2 separate regions of the Rattus norvegicus genome follow, and region 2 is linked to region 1. The links are chromatin contacts, called in public HiChIP or PLAC-seq maps. All regions are on one chromosome and are shown on one strand. Each heading gives the region's core, a stretch centred on a gene start, on an enhancer-like site or on the middle of the called end of the contact. The rest is flanking DNA. Distances are from core to core; before and after follow the strand shown. Region 1 has its middle 36 kb from the start of Mirlet7c2. Region 2 has its middle 4.8 kb from the start of Mirlet7b.

What was found. HiChIP or PLAC-seq counts read pairs in DNA pulled down with a chosen protein or histone mark.
Region 2: a contact with region 1 is called in an H3K27ac HiChIP or PLAC-seq map of oligodendrocytes, with 4 times the contacts expected there. The contact joins two enhancer-like sites. A contact is called at or near these places in 7 of 12 Hi-C or Micro-C datasets (Schwann cells, frontal cortex, kidney and 3 more) and 1 of 1 datasets of contacts at active chromatin or transcription factors (oligodendrocytes).

The regions. Positions count from the first base shown.
Region 1 is chr7:118,645,727-118,648,761 of GRCr8, reverse strand. No RefSeq gene overlaps it. Among named protein-coding and RNA genes, the nearest start is that of Mirlet7c2, 36 kb to the left of the region's middle. Within about 2 kb of position 1,596, at least 75 of the 93 cell types and tissues checked have an H3K27ac peak or open chromatin away from gene starts, as enhancers often do. A contact at or near this core is called in Schwann cells, where this site is marked.
Region 2 is chr7:118,687,172-118,690,430 of GRCr8, reverse strand. No RefSeq gene overlaps it. Among named protein-coding and RNA genes, the nearest start is that of Mirlet7b, 4.8 kb to the right of the region's middle. Within about 2 kb of position 1,645, at least 7 of the 93 cell types and tissues checked have an H3K27ac peak or open chromatin away from gene starts, as enhancers often do. A contact at or near this core is called in Schwann cells, where this site is marked.

The DNA of each region.
Region 1 (3,035 bases), core at 347-2,846:
CTTAGAAATCTGTCCATTAAATATTTAAATGCCAAGTAGCTAAAGTGAAAAAGCTCTTACCTCTCCAACCTTGATCATGCCCGCAGCGCACAGGTCCACCGCCCTGCCAGACCACCTCTTGGCCGCCGCTAGCGCTGTGCTGGCATGCCCGCAGCCGCTGGCTGGAGTCCGGGGTGACTTGCGTTCGGCTCCTGGGCGCACAGGAACAGCCAAGGGCAGTGCGGAGCCGCTCCCGCAACTCTTCGAAGGGTGGAATGGCCTCTGGCCAGCGCACGGCGAGGCCCCAAACCCCGGACCCACGGCTCTCCGGGTTTCTGCAGTCTTACATCCAACGACCCAACACGCAAAAGAGTGGCGCGAAGGATCGAGTCACGCGTCCACGGCTGGCGCCACTGGAGACCTTTGTCCCGGACGCTAACGAGAGCGTGCGGGCCCGCGTGCGCCCACGCCCTGCCGCGGAGGACCGGGCCAGCGTGCTCCGTGACTTTCTCCAAGTTCACGTGCATCCCGGAGCGGCCAGGCGGGCGCAGCGGGCCCGGACGCTCAGAGCCTGGCCGTCGGGCGGGCTCGGGACCCAGCGGCCCAGCGCGCGGGCGGGACCACAGTGAGAGCCACCGGGGGCGACCAGAGGGCACCGGGACAGAGCGGGCCACTCGTCTGGCGCTGCCCGGGTTCCGAATGCAGTGGCGGCTTGGCACAGACGCGCCGCGCGCCCGGTGCATGCTAATGGCCGGCGGGCGCGCCATGAATTATTCAGCAGCGGCGCGGAGAGGACGAGCGCGGCTCGGAGGGCGGCCTGGGCCGCGCGTCCCCCGCAGCCGCAGAGCGGTCGCACCGACTTCCCAAACTTTCCCCGGCCCGCACCGAGGATGCGGCCCCCGCGGCGCCGCGGTCCCCGCCCGAGCGCGCTGGCCGCGCTTCCCCCGTTGCCGCCTATTTTATGTCTTTTGTCTCGGAGTTGGCACCTGTCCCAGAGAGCGCGTTTCCCTGCCCACCCCTTCGCCGCCGGATCGGGGCGGGGGAGGGGGCACGGGGGACCGGGGAGGAGGGGACGAGGGAAGCGAGGCGCCCGCGCGCCCTGCGTCCTGGAGAGACCGCCGGGGGCGGCGGCGGCCGTGCCCGAGCACCGGGGCACCCCTGCTTCGCTGGGAGGTCAGGGCTGCGAACGCGCCCGGAATACCAACGAGGCCGCTGTGCCCGCTGCGGGCCGGTGCGTCCGGGCGCCGCCCCTCCCGGACGGCCCCCACCCAGACGGGCGCGCTCGGGCTGGGCGGGCGGCGGGAGCTGCGGATTCGCCGCCCCGGCCCCGCGCCTGGCCCCGCAGCTCCGCGTGCGCGTCCCCGCGGGCACGCCGCCCGAGGCGCTCCCCGCTTGCGCGCGCCCGTCCCGCGGCCCCGCCCGTCGCCTTCGCGCGCCCACCCCACTGGGCACCGCACGGCGGAGACCCACCGGTAGAGCCCCGGGGCCAAAGCAGCGGGGAGGGCTGAGCAGGAGCGCGTCCCCTGCCCGCGCCGCCTTGGCACGGAGGCGGCTGCCTGGGCGCGCTCCGCGGCTGCGCTCCAAAGCTCTGGCTGCCATGATTGCGGGCAGTACCAAGACGCGCGTGCACGCTCGGGGCCGATTGGGACCATCGGTCGACAGCGATCCTCTCTGCCCGCCCGCAGCCCAGTGCGCGCTGAGGACAGCCGCCAGGGTCGCCGAGCTCTAGATAGGGTACTGAGACAGCATGGTGGGCCGGATAGTGGCAGTGGCTTCCCGCAGGAAGGGGCGCGCGCATGGGCGACCCAGCCAGTCCAACGGAGCAAGGGGCGCGGTGCCCAGCGGGGTGCGGCAGGGAGGGCACACAACCTAGCTAATGGGTATGGGAAGTAATGCACAGAACTGAGCATGCAAAGGGGCCGTGCAAGGTGCCTGGGGAGGCATGGGATTCGCAGAGGCATGTTGCCCAGAGCTGGTGCCCACCTCCAGGCTCGCTCCTTTCCCGCTGGAAACAACTTCCTGCTATTAGGACTGGGGCACAGGAGCTGCGGGGGTAGTTCAAGGCCATGGCTTTGCTCTCAGCCCTACAGCAACACTGCTGGCTCCAGGCCACCCCGGGCCCCTAAAAGGGGGAATGGGACGGCTGGGCTCCAGGACCTGGTTACTGGTTAGAATGCCAAGGAGGCCGCAGCGTCTTCCAGATCGCTTCACTGGCGTGCACAAGCGTTTTCCAAACAGAGGCCAGCCTGGGCCTCAGGCTCTCAGAGACACATGTGAACACAGGGTCCCTAGACTTGGATTCCCTCCTCCTGTCCAGACATGCCCTGGATCACAGCCACTTGGACCTGGCTGGTTCTGGAGGTGTATGATAGCCCGTTGACGACCAGGGCCAGGGAGAACAAGGCCTCCAGGGCCCATCCCACAATCTCTGTGCCTGTCTCCCCCCTCCACCTCCCCACTGGCCTTGGCATTCTAACCAGTGTCCTTTGACGTCATATCTCGCCATTTCTGTCAACCAATTGAAACTTGCCCGTTGTAATAAAAAATATAATTTTTTATGCCATTGGTAAATTCAAAAGTTCCTCGTGTGTCCCGCTTCCCAGGAAAGTTCATTCCTCGTTGTATCGGACTGCCACGAGGGAGGACCTGAACACACTGGGTAAAGGTAGCCTGGGCTTGCTGGCTCTGCCGGGGCCTTTAACTGCTCCCAGTGACCTGTTCTATAAGTTCTGGAGATCACCATGACCCTGGCCTGTCCTACAGCCACACTACATCAGTGCAGACAACCTCATAACATACAGTTTAGGAGAAGGGAGAAAAAAAAATCCAGGACACATCCTGTCCTGATCAACTTTCATTTTCTACAACTGCCCGTGACCGAGGACAGTCACAACTAGTGAGCTTCATTCTTTCTGGGGAAGAGTGTATTGTGGCCCCAGCTCCCAGGGCTAGAGTCTCAGGGCCAGAAGGGCAGGAGCCCTACAGTGTTATACCGGAGTGGCTCTACCGAGTCCCTACCACAGGGCTGGTGAAACTGATCTTTCCTGGCACTGTGT
Region 2 (3,259 bases), core at 396-2,895, 42 kb before region 1:
TCCATTATCAGGAGGAACCAGGGCAAGAGCTCAAGGCAGGAATCTGGAAGCAGGAACTGAAGCAGAGACCACGGAGGAATGCTGTACACTGGCTTGCTCTCCATGGCTTGTCCTGCCTGCTTTCTTACAGAATCCAGGCCCACTCTTCCTGCCCAGGAAATAGCACCGCCCCCAGTGGACTGGACCTTCTCCCATCAATCAGTAATCAAGGAAATGCCCCCACGAACTTGCTCACAGGCATTTTCTCAACTGAGGCTCTCTCTTCCAAGATGACCTGTTGTATTATCAAGGTGACAAAAAACAAAGAGGCACTTCTTCATTTAATTACACACACTGAAAGTCAAGTGGTGGGACAGGTGTGAAAGACTACTGAGAGCAGGACCACATACTAGGGACAGAGGACAAAATGGAGTAGGCACGGGAGAAGGAGGAGGTGTTGTAGTAGCTGAGTGTGGCTGGACAATAGCCTGAGCTACGTGTCCACTTAAGACCCTAGCAGCCTCAAAGGGTCAGGGCTAGAAGAAACCTACAAGTCCTGTGGGAACCAACACAGAACATGGCATGGATGATGCCCATGCCTTAGAACGCCCCACCACCCGGCAGCCCGCCCCAGCTTCTGAGCAGCAAGCAGGATGTCTACAGACTGCTTCACTAATCTTCACTAATCTCACCCCTGGCCTCACTAGGCAGCAGGCCTGGTAGCCCACCTCCCAAAGGGCTTCTCAGAGGAGAACCCTCCTTCCTCACTCCCTTTCTAGGCCCTCTGTTTTGATACCCCCACGCTCCCCCCAATGTGTCCCAAGAGCAGTGACCCTTGTTCCACCATGGGGCCATATGGGTTCCTAGGCTGGAGGACTTTGCCAGTACCATTTGGAGAGTGAGCTCAGGGACTGTTAGTCTGAGGAACTAGGCTATTTGTGGGGATCACCAACAGGGGAAACCTCCTGCTGAGCGGAACTTCCTTGTCTCTCATTGGCTCAGCTGCTGAGCAGGGATGGCTAAGCAAAGGGGAGAACAAGCCTCATTTTCTTAGCAGAAACAAGCAGGGGGAAGGGGAGAGGCCTGCCCTGGGTGGGGTTTTGATGTCACCACACTTGGCACACCCTATTGTGGATGTTGGGGGAGGGGCCGTGGGGTACAAATGCCTGGGGCCCTGAGGGGATGTTGGTGGGCCTCCTGTGTCAGGGCTCACCCAGCAGCTCACCTCAGCCATCCTAGAGGACAAACTGTAGAGCACGAACTCTCACCTGCCAGGGCAGTGGACACTGGCTGGGCCTTCAGGGCTACTGGGCTCTCTCAGGATTGCTTAAGTCCCAGCATTGGTTTTTGGTCAACCCTTACCCCATGCTCAGCAACCCATATGCCCAGAGCACTTCCAGTCCACAGGACAGGGCCCCTGTCAACTCCACCTGACTTCATAAAGGTTCCTCCTCATTCACTGGCACCTCCTCCACACCAGCCTGGCCTCCAGCCAGTCCTAATTGCTGTCCTCTTCCTGAAGCCTCTGCTTCCCATGCTTCAGGGCCTAGTCATTCCCCGGTCCCCCCCTTCCCAACCTTTAACACCATCATATCCATGGTCCTACTCAGCTCAGCTCAGCAGCGGGCCAGCCATTTGGGTCTAACAGAGAAGAAAACAGTGTTTCCATAGAAGGCTCAGCTCTTGCTGTGACCCTGGACTCACGCCAAGCTGACCCAGGCAATGAACAGAAGACAGAGCCAAGAGGGAGGATGCCCAGGATAGACTTGGTGAGTGAGGCCCGGACAAGGAAGGAGGGAAGAGGGGTTGGGGATTTAGCTCAGCGGTAGAGCACTTGCCTAGTAAGCGCAAGGCCCTGGGTTCGGTCCCCAGCCCTGAAAAAAAAAAAAGAAAAAGAAAAGAAAAGAAGAAAAAAAGGAAGGAGGGAAGAGAGAAGAGAAGGGATGAGTGGAAGGCAGGATACATTCCACTTTGGTTTCCAGAGACTGCAAGAGGGCAGTGTCTCCCCCTCATGCTGACAGGTTATGATGTAGCAGCGGTGTGGTCTTAGCTGGAGGCCTGTCCGATGCCTAGGATCAGAGAGCCGGGGTGTCAGAAACTCAAAGGCAGGCCACTTCCTCATCTCAGTTCAAACCCAGAGCAGTCTGGGAAGCCAGATTGGTGAGCACTCGCCACTTTCCTCTTGTCAAGGAGGGCAACTGGGACTGAACAGATTCCTTAGTCTCTCCCCCATGCCTGCCCCCTTCACTGTCTCCACTGGCTGGGAAGGCAAGATAACCACAGATATGGGTGGATAGAATACCCACTCTACCTTGTCCGGTGAGTAGCTTTGAGAAGGTTGTTCCACCTCTCTGTTCCTCAATCTCCTCAGTCTCCTCAGTCTCCAAGACCATGAAACCAGCTCAGGAAGGTCACCTCTGGAGCTTGTAGTGACGGTGGGAAACAGCCCTACTGAAGGTGTGTCCCCAACATCCTGTGTTTACACCAATAGCCTGTGCCCCTGCTCCCACCCTGCAGGGAGCCACCCTTACAGAATAGAGCAACCTGGCTTTCTACTTAGGCTCACAGAAAGTGAGGGCTCCAGGCTGGGTCCTGGCTGGGCAGGAAGAGGCTGAAGCCGTCAAGGATGTGCATAACGAACTTGGACATCTGGTGCACGGGGTGACCCGCAGTCCCTCCATGCTTGTGCTGAGGTTTGGGCCTGTGAGTAAGTCAGAGACCCAATGGCACTTTGTTCCCTGGCCTATCTCAGCTCTCCGGTTGTCCCGGGTCTAACTAGTGTGGTTTTAGGTGTTTCCACTTTGTCCTGTTCCAGAGGACTAGACTCAGGGTGGGGTGCATTCACCCAGTGGGCCCAGGGGTTTCTCCAGTGCCACAGTCCGTCTCAGCAGGCAACACCAGAGACATATGCCTACTGAATGCCACAGGACAGGTGCATCTGCCAGAAGGTTGTGGGCACACCAATGCAAAGTCCTCAGCTGCCTCCCAAGCTGTGGCCTCCCCTCAGCCACCTCCCTCACCTAAGCCATCCTCACCATCAGGCCTCCAAAGATGCAGGCACATTGGCCCAGTCTTAGGGTGGTTCCTTTCCTGTCAGTAGCTCTTGATCAGGTGCTAACAAGCTGTGACCTGGGCTCACTGCTCTTTCCTGGGATTCAGAAGGACTCCCAGGCAGCTGTGTCGTACAAAGAACAGAGTGGAGATAGGAGGGACAAGGCAGGCACCAGATACATGCTTAGGGGCATACGGAACTACAGCTTGGGCTCCATGCAGACCTTCC